Linked DNA regions of Mus musculus: regions 1, 2 and 4 are each linked to region 3. Evidence: chromatin contacts called from public HiChIP or PLAC-seq and promoter capture Hi-C data. All regions are on one chromosome and are shown on one strand. Each heading gives the region's core, a stretch centred on a gene start, on an enhancer-like site or on the middle of the called end of the contact. The rest is flanking DNA. Distances are from core to core; before and after follow the strand shown. Region 1 overlaps Itga6 (integrin alpha 6). Region 2 overlaps Itga6 (integrin alpha 6). Region 3 holds the start of Dync1i2 (dynein cytoplasmic 1 intermediate chain 2). Region 4 holds the start of Itga6 (integrin alpha 6).

What was found. Promoter capture Hi-C pulls out the DNA fragments that hold promoters and counts their contacts. HiChIP or PLAC-seq counts read pairs in DNA pulled down with a chosen protein or histone mark.
Region 1: a contact with region 3 is called in a promoter capture Hi-C map of pre-B cells, with 4 times the contacts expected there. The contact joins the enhancer-like site here to the promoter of Dync1i2 in region 3. A contact is called at or near these places in 13 of 39 promoter capture datasets (3T3-L1-derived adipocytes, the C10 cell line, the HPC-7 cell line and 9 more), 1 of 484 Hi-C or Micro-C datasets (bone marrow-derived macrophages), 5 of 115 datasets of contacts at active chromatin or transcription factors (bone marrow-derived macrophages, embryonic basal ganglia, microglia and 1 more) and 1 of 9 other capture datasets (pancreatic islet).
Region 2: a contact with region 3 is called in an H3K4me3 HiChIP or PLAC-seq map of pro-B cells, with 9 times the contacts expected there. The contact joins the enhancer-like site here to the promoter of Dync1i2 in region 3. A contact is called at or near these places in 11 of 39 promoter capture datasets (the 3T3-L1 cell line, 3T3-L1-derived adipocytes, the C10 cell line and 7 more), 1 of 15 datasets of contacts at CTCF or cohesin (the NIH/3T3 cell line), 16 of 484 Hi-C or Micro-C datasets (CD4 T cells, the G1E-ER4 cell line, LSK cells and 13 more), 15 of 115 datasets of contacts at active chromatin or transcription factors (the NIH/3T3 cell line, PVALB interneurons, T-cell acute lymphoblastic leukemia and 12 more) and 3 of 9 other capture datasets (adipose tissue, liver and macrophages).
Region 4: a contact with region 3 is called in a promoter capture Hi-C map of hippocampal neurons, with 6 times the contacts expected there. The contact joins the promoter of Itga6 here to the promoter of Dync1i2 in region 3. A contact is called at or near these places in 9 of 39 promoter capture datasets (the 3T3-L1 cell line, 3T3-L1-derived adipocytes, cranial neural crest and 4 more) and 1 of 115 datasets of contacts at active chromatin or transcription factors (neural tube).

The regions. Positions count from the first base shown.
Region 1 is chr2:71,855,818-71,858,517 of GRCm38.p6, forward strand. Itga6 (integrin alpha 6) reads left to right here. Exons shown (of 26, transcript NM_008397.4): 26 at 37-2,610. Among named protein-coding and RNA genes, the nearest start is that of Pdk1, 16 kb to the right of the region's middle. Within about 2 kb of position 1,309, at least 4 of the 459 cell types and tissues checked have an H3K27ac peak or open chromatin away from gene starts, as enhancers often do.
Region 2 is chr2:71,815,421-71,818,120 of GRCm38.p6, forward strand. Itga6 (integrin alpha 6) reads left to right here. Exons shown (of 26, transcript NM_008397.4): 2 at 1,210-1,334. Among named protein-coding and RNA genes, the nearest start is that of Itga6, 30 kb to the left of the region's middle. Within about 2 kb of position 1,306, at least 39 of the 459 cell types and tissues checked have an H3K27ac peak or open chromatin away from gene starts, as enhancers often do. A contact at or near this core is called in the G1E-ER4 cell line, T-cell acute lymphoblastic leukemia, memory CD8 T cells and 1 more, where this site is marked.
Region 3 is chr2:71,210,599-71,213,298 of GRCm38.p6, forward strand. Dync1i2 (dynein cytoplasmic 1 intermediate chain 2) reads left to right here and starts at 1,348. Exons shown (of 16, transcript NM_010064.4): 1 at 1,348-1,476.
Region 4 is chr2:71,785,593-71,788,292 of GRCm38.p6, forward strand. It overlaps Itga6 (integrin alpha 6), which reads left to right and starts at 1,347. Exons shown (of 26, transcript NM_008397.4): 1 at 1,347-1,728. The coding sequence starts at 1,547.

The sequences.
Region 1 (2,700 bases), core at 59-2,558, 650 kb after region 3:
CTTCCATCTTGTTTTTCTGTCCCCCACCCCTTCCAGTGTGGATTCTTTAAGCGCTCTAGGTACGATGACAGCATTCCCCGATACCATGCGGTGCGGATCCGGAAAGAAGAGCGAGAGATCAAAGATGAGAAACACATGGATAACCTCGAAAAAAAACAGTGGATCACCAAGTGGAATGAAAACGAAAGTTACTCATAGAGAGGAGGGCACAGGAAAGAACACCTCACACTACCCAAAGCCCCCCCTTATTTTTTCCAGCTCAGAAATTCAGGTGGCTTCAAAGCCTGCTCAGCTCCCCCATATATGATTTCAGACTGACGACACCCAGTATGGACCTACAGTTTCAACTGTGGATATTGTTACACCTAAGGCTCCTGTTTTGCACAGCCAAATTTAAGACTGGTAGAGTGGATTTTTCTTTAACTGCCTTAATTTAACTTTCCGGATTGCCTTTGTTTTTGACGTGGCTGACTTCCACACGCTGGGGCAGGGCCTGCCCATCTGCACTGCTGGGATGCTCTCCCCCAGGTCACCTGTGCTAACAGAGTGGCTATCCCAGCCTGCTCCCACAAGCATTCTTCTCATAAGATTGACCTTGGCTCAAGACTGCCAATGGATAGCTGTGCCTCTGGTGAAAGTTCTGTCTTAAATGTGCAATAGAAGGTGATGTTACCCTTTGGCCTTCTTTCTCCATCTCCTAGAAGTGAGGACCCTTGCTGACGCCAAATGCACACAGGTTCCCGTCTCCCTTGTCACTAAAGCACAGGGTCGACAGACTTGAATGCTAGTTACATTTGTTTGTATATGATATTTATTTTTTTCTTCAAGCCATCTTGCTGTTGACTAATAGGCCAAAGATGCTTCTGGGTGGTTTAAGCAATGAGAATGAGAACCTGGGAGGTCTTGTTGTTGTTGTTGTTCTGACCTTACTTATTTACTGCAAAAAAAAAAAAAGATCTTTATAAACATGCAAGGGTCATTTTAATAACTTAAACTCACCTGTACATGATACCGTAATTGCCTTTCTGGCAGGCCTTCCACCAACCCAGAAAGTTTGACAAAGGGGGTTAACTGTAGGACATTTCGTCCTTCCCCGGCAGTGGATGTACTGTTTTGAGCCCTGTGTGGAACTTCTGAACTTCGTGCTGTAACTTTCAGAACTCTTAGACATGGGTGTGCTCACTGAACTCTAGGGTCTGTGTGCTAGATGCTGCCAACGCTGTATTCAGGACCTGAAGTGAGTACCCGTGTGGATCCAGACCAATCCAGTGTGAGACTACTGAAGAACATCTGTTGCCAGAACGGCCACACCAAACAGATGGAGTGCCCCAGCACTTAGCTTCTTAAATAACATCGGAACCATTCAGCCAGCGAGTCTGTGTTTGCTTTTTGTTCAAATTGTTCGCCGAATCTAAATTCCTCCAAAGGACTTGTGACTACTCTTAGCTCATTGCTAAAGTGCTTGCTTACCGTGCCTCGGCCCGCCTTGGTTGGTTGTAAAAATGGTAGGAGGGGGAAAACAATTATTTTATATATATGTTCAACAGAGATTGAATATATTATCAAATCTTTTTTTAATTGTGCTTTAAAATAATTTATATGGAGAGCAACAACAGCAAACAGGTGCCAACAGCAAACAGGTGCTAATTTGTTTGGATATTAGTTATATAAGCAGTTCTCTATCTTAAGACTGGGTCTCAAGTAACCCAGGCTGGCCTTGAACTCCTTAGGTAACTTGGGATAGTTTTGAACTTCCGATTCCCCTGCCTCCCCACCCCAGGGCTGTGATTGCAGGTGTGCGCTTGGGACTGACCCCAGGCTTTGTCGGTGCTAGGGCAGCACTCTGCGACTGAATTAGGTCCCAGCCACTTCTCTGTCTTTTAAAAGAACAAAACATTGCTAAATGTGCCATTGTTGCTTTGAGTTTTAATTCTTTTTTTTTCTTTCTTTCATAAAACATTACAGTCTTAAGATATTAAAGACCTTTATTCTGGTTCTATTTCTGTCTTTTCACTCAAAACTGGTTTTACAAATGATGCCTTGTTTACAGAAAGCTCTCTACCACAGGGCCTAGTCATGTGTAAAGTCTCAGTTTCTCTCTGGAGTATCTTGGAGCCTAGCACACTGGCTTTAAAGGACACAGCTAAGAAGCTGATACCTTGACAGTGTTTGTAGACCTTTGTTATAAAAATGAATGTCCTGGAAAGGGTTGGGAGGGAGTTCAACAACAAAGAAACAAGAATGTCATGTTTAAATTTAATAGTTGTCTAAAATGTCATCTCAAGTCAAGTCACTGGTCTGTTTGCATTTGATAGGTTTTTATACTAACTAGCATTATAAGATTATTTCAATTAGAAAATACCTGTGGATATTTGTATAAAAGTGTGAAATAAATTTTTTACAAAAGTGCTCATCGCTTGTTAACACAGCATCATGTATGTGAAAGCAAACTCTAAGATTATAAATGACAACCTGAGTTGCCTTTCTTTGTATTTCATCAAGCCAAAGTAAAGCTTTCAATATTTGTTTAGTGTCCCATATAATTTCAGAACAGCTAAAGATACCTAAAGTGTGATACAATATAAATGTGATTGAAGGTTTGTAATTTTATTTATTTTAGTGTGTACGCTTTTATGTGTGCATGTGTGCCCCCAGAGTGCATGCTGAGGTCAGAGAACAGCTTTTGGGAGTTCTCTCTCT
Region 2 (2,700 bases), core at 56-2,555, 600 kb after region 3:
TTACCCTAGAGGTTGTAAACCACGTGACCAGCCAGCCCCTCTGCTAATGAAGTGAAAGCTCTCCGCTGCCTGCCGATCATGAGTTGGGATTAGGAGCCACTCCTTGGGGAAAGTCTGGGGTGGAGAGAAGAGGAATGTCCCACCCACAGCTGCCACTTCATTTCTCAGCCTTTGTGGGAGACTGGTTGATATGGGGGAGCTTGTATCATGTACCCATGAGACAGAACATCACGTGTTGCACTTTAAATAGATGGAGATTCTCCTTGTCAACTATATCCTCAATAGAGCTGAAGAAAAAGAAAAAGGGAAGAGATTAATTGTGACATGGGCAAGAGTTGGATTCTTAATCTGTAGATACAGTGTTGCAAAGCTAGGTGTAGTCAAAGTGTTCCCTGGAGGATACCTGTCTTAGTCAGGGTTTCTATTCCTGCCCAAAACATTACGACCAAGAAGCAAGTTGGGGAGGAAAGGGTTTATTCGGCTTACACTTCCATACTGCTGTTGATCACCAAGGAAGTCAGGACTGGAACTCAAGCAGGTCAGGAAGCAGGAGCTGATGCAGAGGCCATGGAGGGATGTTCCTTCCTGGCTTGCTTCCCCTGGTTTATTCTGCCTGCTCTCTTATAGAACCCAAGACTACCAGCCCAGAGATGGCACCACCCACAAGGGGCCTTTCCCCCTTGATCACTAATTGAGAAAATGCCTTACAGCTGGATCTTATGGAGGCATTTCCTCAAGGGAAGCTCCTTTCTCTGTGATAACTCCAGCTTGTGTCAAGTTGACACACAAAACCAGCCAGTACAGTACCTGGGGGGGGGGGGGGGGGGGGGGAGGCAGCGTTGGAAACAGATGTGTACCTACTAGATAGAACATGATGGCTGCTTCCCACCTAGAGTTGAGAGAGAAAACTGTTCTGTGAGTCACATGGTCTATGCTTGTTCTATGAAGAGTGTCTTCCGATACCAGCATTGCGCCCAGCTACCTGCCAGTTCTGTAAGGGACAGGCTCACTCTCCTCTGTTTGACACCAGGTGTCATTCCGTCTCAGCTGTGAGACCTGTGCCCCGGAAGCCTCTATCTTTGTTCTCTTCCACTCCTCAGCAGCTGTGGGACTCGTGGGCTGCAGGGCAGAGAATGATGCCCACAGCTCTGGCTAGACTTTAAAATATGCAACATTCAAGTCCCTAAGTTCTTTCTGTTTTGTCACCAGGTTGCTTGTGGGGGCACCTCGGGCAGAAGCACTCCCGCTGCAGAGGGCGAACAGAACAGGGGGCCTGTACAGCTGTGACATCACCTCCCGGGGACCTTGTACACGGATTGAATTTGATAATGACGGTGTGTTCTGCCCTCACTGTTCGTTTGGCCAGCCTGTCTGTGCCATGTGACACTTGCCACCAGATAGGACAGGAAACAAAGCATTTATTCCTGCAGAGAAGGCCTCTCACTTTTAATTTTTTGTCAGTCTTGAGTGTTTTATCTGTCCTGAAAATACTTGTTGCCTCGGTTCATCCCGGTTAAACTAGAATGGTGTGTTTATGTTGCCACCTAGTGGTCTGTTGAGACTGTTGCAAAATTGAGTTCATGGCTGTGAAGAAACACTAGAAGGGGGGAAAAAAGTCACGTATTGTTAAAATGTTGGGGGAGGGGGGCAGAAGCCAGGTGGTGACAGCCTACACCTTTAATCCCAGCACTCAGGAGGCAAAGGCAAGCGGATCTCTGTAAGTGTGAGGCCAGTCTGGTTTACAGAGGAGTTTACACAGAGAAACTTGTCTCAAAAACAAAACAAAAAAACAAACAAAAAACTGGGGGGAAAGACTTATTTTGTTTACTTTTCTTTATTATTTAACTCATGTATTTGTATATGTTTGCCTGTTTTTGTGGTATTAGGGCCTTGTGTATCCTATTCAAGTGCCTTACCACCAATTTGCATCTCTAGCCCTGAAAAACTTTTCTTGAAAATCCTGTAAAATGAGAACGGAACAGCATGAGTAAAATCTCCCTGGAGATTGTGGTACAAGAGTTAGGGTAGAGCCAAAATAAGTTTCAAAATTCTTCAGGAGGCACATTGGTGACTTGGCTGCATATATGTCCATGTGAGGGCGTTGGAACCCCTGGAACAGGAGTTACAGACAGCTGTGAGCTGCTATGTGGGTGCTGGGAATTGAACCCAGCTCCTCTGAAAGAGCAGCCAGTGCTCTTAACAGCTGAGCCATCTCTCCAGCCTCCAAAAGGGTCTTTTAAACTCCCGACTCTTACCCAGCTAAAGCTGCCACCTCTGAAAGACAGGCTTGTTTCCCTTTTATTTTAATATCCCATTTTATAAAGCCTCTGGGTGGCTGGAAGATGCCATAATGGAGTCCATATGTACCACCAGCTAATTTACCTGGTTTCCGGTAGGCTGGGCAGAGCCATTAGTGTTCCCAGAAGCTTGGAGGAAACCAAATTTGATTATTGGCCTAAGTAGACAAGCAGGCTCGTGTTCGCATTGTCGCCTGCATTCTTCAGGAATAGTGTGTTCTTACTGATTAGGAAATGCTCCATAATAATGGCAGAAAACCTATAAATATACAGATACATGTAAAGAAAAAAGGGTAAAATGCCACTAGTCTTAGTATCTAGATAGCACCTTAATATTTTTATTCTCATTAAGGAAGGCAAAAATAGATTTAAATTGATAATGAAATGAACACATGGTGATATT
Region 3 (2,700 bases), core at 98-2,597:
GAAATTTTAAAGCTTCAAATTTGAGATCAATATTAAACTTAAACAATGTTCTTCCTGTCAGTTTTCTAGAAGATAAGAAAGTAATGCTTTGGTATTACCTTTAATATTTAGCAAATAACGCTTTAATACTTGGCAAATAATGCTTCAGATTATTCAAATAAATTCTTCAAGCCACATGCATCAGCCCATGCACTTCTGGTAAATTCTTATTTCAATTATTTTCTTTATATTAAAAATCTAACCAGATCCAATAGTATAAAATGCTTTCTTACCAAACACACTTTTTGGAGGAAACTATTCTGTTATAAAATACTAGAAATTATTTTTATGCTAATTATTTTTTTGTTTTGTTTTGTTTTGTTTTGTTTTTAGAGACAGGGTTTCTCTGTATAGCCCTGGTTGTCCTGGAACTCACTTTGTAGACCAGGCTGGCCTTGAACTAAGAAATCCGCCTGCCTCTGCCACTGTCTCCGGAGTGCTGGGATTAAAGGCGTGCGCCACCATGCCCTGCTTAAATTAATATATTTTTATTTAAAGATTTATTTATTTTATTTATACAAGAACACTGTAGCTATCTTCAGACACACCAGAAGAGGGCATCAGATCTCATTACAGATGGTTGTGAGTCACCAATGTGGTCGCTGGGAATTGAACTCAGGACCTCTGGAAGAGCAGCCAGTGCTCTTAACAGTTGAGCCATCTCTCCAGCCCCAATATATGTTTATTTTTGATCTTGTGTCACATGCTACAAGAATCCTCAATAATCCATGGCCCCTGCAAATCAATCTACGAGCACATGCCTATAAATAAACTTCTTAAAATGCCCTTTTCTCAGGTTCATTATGGAAAAACAGGACTTAAGATTTTGTTAATGTTGGGCCACAGACCTTAAGCAGCACATGCTGCATTGTAATCATTGTTCCACGGAAGAAAACACCTTCAATACAAACTCTGGAATGTTCTCATTAGCATTTTAAGGGCAGAAAGATGGCCTTGGTGCTGGGGACAGGAAAGCTAAGACTGACTACATATCCCAGCATTCCTTGCCTCTAGTGGGACCACAACTCCCACAGAGCTTCGCTCGCCCAGGCAGGGCGCCTGGTTGCCGGGACTTGAAGTTCTCTGGAGGTATTGAGGGCTCCGCCCCAGGATGTGAGGTGTGGTTGTCCAGCTTTTGCCAAAGCGGAAACGCTTCGGGCCCCGGGCCGGTGTATCTGTTTCAACCGGGAGATTCTGTTTTACAAAAGGTAAGTCACGGAGAGGCCGCCCCTCTGCGCTGGGCGGCAAAGACTCTGATTCTGTGTGAGACCGCGTCTCGGCGCAGCCATTTGTCCCTCGGCTCTCGCCGTAGCGGCCGCCGCCCATCCCTCTTTGTGTGCTTGGGACGCCGCGGATCTGCGGCGGCGACAGTTGGAGAGGGACGTTCCCGGGAAGTTACCGGCCAGAGAAAGCGATCTCCACTCCGCCACCTGACAGGTCGGTCGGCCGCGCTTCCTTCAAGTCCCTTTTGCCTCTGATGGCCGCTTTGGAGCTCGTAGGGCCGCCCGGCCGATATTCTGACAGCGCCGGCCCGGGTGACTCAAAGCGGCCTGGGGAGGCCACCAGGGCCCTTGGCAACCCTTCGGGACCCTCCGCAGGCGGCCTGGACCCTCGGGATTTGTCCTGCACCCGTCTGGTGGACCTCGGACACACCCCAGCCCGGACCGCACCCTCTTGGCCTTAAGCCTAGGGAGAAAGTAATTCCTTAAGCTTTGCTTGGTTTTTATTAATAAAGATCACTACTACTTGGGTCAGTAGCAATGACCAGGCACCTAGCGTGTGTGTTGGAGGTCTCTGAACACTGTGATTGTAAACATCATTCTAGACACTTTCCTTTTTCCGGAGTTTTAAGAAAATGAACCTGTCAGTCACGGAGCAGAGGCCCTGACCTGTCTGATAATGAGGGAGCTAACTGATCGCCCGTGCTTCAGCGGGACAAAATAGTTAGAGTTGAAGGAAGAAGTATTTCTTCAAACTAGATTCCAGGCAGTATTGGTATATTGTTGACAATTGGTCCTAAACAGAAAATAATATGTATTATTTATCATACATAATACAAAAAAAAATCATACAGAGTGATGTGTATGGAAACTTTCTTCAACAGCCCTTACAGTATGAAGCTTTTTAGAGACCTGAAAAGAGTGGGTGAAGAAACACGAGCTTTGCTTTGCGAGTTTGTTCAAATGACTTGGTTGGGAGTATATATAAGAGTGTATATTCTAGCTGCATATGTATCAAAAGATGGCCTAGTCGGCCATCACTGGAAAGAGAGGCCCATTGGATACGCAAACATTGTATGCCCCAGTACAGGGGAACGCCAGGGCCAAAAAGGGGGAGTGGGTGGGTAGGGGAGTGGGGGTGGGTGGGTATGGGGGACTTTTGGTATAGCATTGGAAATGTAAATGAGCTAAATACCTAATAAAAAATGGAAAAAAAAGTGTATATTAAAGGGATTTCCTGTTACTTGCTCACTAGTTTTTGCCCACTGTCCTGTCTTTCTGAAGTACGCTACCAAGAATTCTCCCTTTTTCATTTACATAGAAGAATGTTTTTCATTTTCATAGATGAATTTTTCCTCCTTACCAAATTTGCCCTTAATCCAACTTTATTGTGATCCTAAGAGATTCCTAGACTTTTCAAGAGGTTATTAACCCAGTTTCC
Region 4 (2,700 bases), core at 97-2,596, 570 kb after region 3:
CTGACTTGTATAGAGAGTTGGCTCAACACAACTAGAGGGAGCACACCACTAAGCAGTTTTTATCCATGGTCTCTGCTCCAGGTTCCCGTCCTGAGTTCTATTATCTGGAAATGTAAGATAAAACAAACTCTTTTCTCCTCAGGTGGCTTTTGGTTAAAATATTAAATTACATCGATAGGAGACAGGGTAGAACAAGGCCCGTTCAGTAAGTTACTGAAAACCAAGACCCTATGCACAACATACATGTTTTTAAGAAGAAAATCGATTATATTAACATATGTCAAAATGTTAACATTTTTTTCTATAGTAATAAATTGCTTCTTTATTGACATACATCGAGATCTAGCAGAGTAGCTACCTAATAACAACTGTAATTTGAAACATCTGCAACAACCAACTTTTCTGGATAAAACAGTATTTTCTACTGATAATTGGGTTGTTGGTACAGTCTCCTGCCTTTGTGGTTTACTGTCTACATTCATAAGAGAAAACATGCTAATCTAAATGTCAGAGGATAATAAAAAATGGTTCACTAAAATGTATATTGTTTGTTCTCAACCAAGTTCTGAGCGTCCCTGAAGCAAGTTTTTCTATCCTAAAATAAACATGCCTCAAAAGCCAACACCTCGCTGGAAAGCCCCACCCTATGCCCGCGAGACTCAAGCCTTCAAGCCACCCACACGGACCTCTAGCTGTCTCTATCTATGCAGTTCTAACTAGACTAGGAAACTTAGGGTAAGAAAAGGGGACAATAGCTAAACTCCAGGGCCCAAGATAGAAGGACTCAGTGTTCCCTACCTAGAGATCTTCCCACAAAAATCTGAGTTGACTTTTTTCTTTTCTTTTCTTTTCTTTTCTTTTCTTTTCTTTTCTTTTCTTTCTTTCTTTTTTTTTTTTTTAAAAAAAAAACCAAAACTCATCAGCACAGAGAAGCCCGCTTCCTAGGCCTGAATGAAACAGTGTGTTTTTAAGTAGCACAGCAACGTTTTCGACGTTTGGGTCCCTGGGGAGCCAGCGAGTATGCAACATCAAGCCAACCCCAAGAGCTGGGCATACTTAGGCGCGTCTTGAACCCTTGGAGAACGGATGTCTTTGCAAGTCAGCCCTATGAGGCCCGCAGTTCAGTGACAGGTAGAAAAAAAGCCTGGCTAGTCTTGCCAAGCTCCGGGACGCTTCCGGGCAGGTGGCGGGAAGGTGGGAGGGCTGCGGCGGGTGCGCCGCTGCGGGGCGGGGCCGGCAGGGAAGGTGCGTGTGGCGGGCGGGGCCTCGGGAGGGGCGGGGCGGGGCGGGGCGGGGCCGGAGTCCCGGTCACTCGATAAAACGCTTGAGAGTCTCCAGAGAACAACGGGCTCATTGAGCAGCAGCTAGCTGCGGGCGTGGGGGAGCGGCCGCACAGTGAGCGTGAGCCGGCCGGGGGTGGGGCCGCGCGCAGGGGCGACCGAGGCCAAGTGGCCGCAGCGGCGCGCCAGGCAGCCCGGCCCCGGCCCCGAGCCCGCGCGCACAGAGGCCGCAGCAGCTCCGCGGGTCCCTCCCACCGCGCGCGCCCATGGCGGTCGCGGGCCAGTTGTGCCTGCTCTACCTGTCCGCGGGGCTTCTAGCCCGGCTGGGTACAGCCTTCAACCTGGACACCCGCGAGGACAACGTGATCCGGAAATCGGGGGATCCCGGGAGCCTCTTCGGCTTCTCGCTCGCCATGCACTGGCAGTTGCAGCCGGAGGACAAGCGGCTGTGAGTTCCCCGACTCTTCCCATCCCCACCGGGGCGCCGCGCTGCGCCAGGGAGAACGAGGGCGCGCCCTGCTGCCGCCCGTCCCGCGTGCCCAGAGCCTATCCGTGGGCTAGCCCAGCTCGGCTCTGCTCTGCCCTGGCCTTCCCTACCTTGCCCTGCCCTGCCCTGCCCTGCCCGCTCGCACTTCTTCGGCCCAAGACTTGAGAGATCCGGGCCCGCCGCGCCCTGCACACGGCGCCTCCCGGGAGTGAGGAGAGCCGAAGGGACAAACCCCGGGCCCGGCCCCGGGATACTTGACTTTCCCCCTCCCCTGAAGTGCTTTCCGCGGTTCTCCACTTCGGGCTTAGTTTGCAGGGACCCCGGCAGGTGGCACGCTTTGCTGAGCTTCACGTGTGCACTAGGGACAGTGATGGGACACAGGGTTGCGGGAAGTCTTCCAGGGAAATGCAGGCCTTTCTCCAACTCTCCGACCGTCCGGTCCCCTCCCTCGTTCGCGCGCCGCGTGGAAGTTGGGAAGCCACTTTTCGCTGTCCCGTATGACTTTCCCTGCAGAGTGGGCTCTCCTGCAGGAGATACTTTAACATGCTTCTTAAAAAGCACCTGTTCCTCAGGACTAGCTCAGCTGTGAAAACAGGCTTCTTCGAGTCGGTGTGCTAGCTCCCCCTCCCAGCTCCCTGATAGATCAGCAGCACTCAAGGATCCTCCGGCCCCAGTGCTGGGTGGGCCTCACGGAGGAGTTAGAGCAAAGTGCCCCTTCTAGGAGGGACTTAGAAAAGAAGGTTCGGAAGTGACAGTCATCCTCCCAAGTGTTTCTTCCAGGAGAAAGCGACTGGCTCTGCCTTTTAAACAGTGTTGGCTCCCACATGACCCAGTTCTTTGATTGGGGAAGATTTTCTGGAGCTTAGTCGCCCAGTCGCAGTGGGGTTAAATTCTTGATCCATGCTCATTCCCACAACAAAAGGTCCTCCTCCC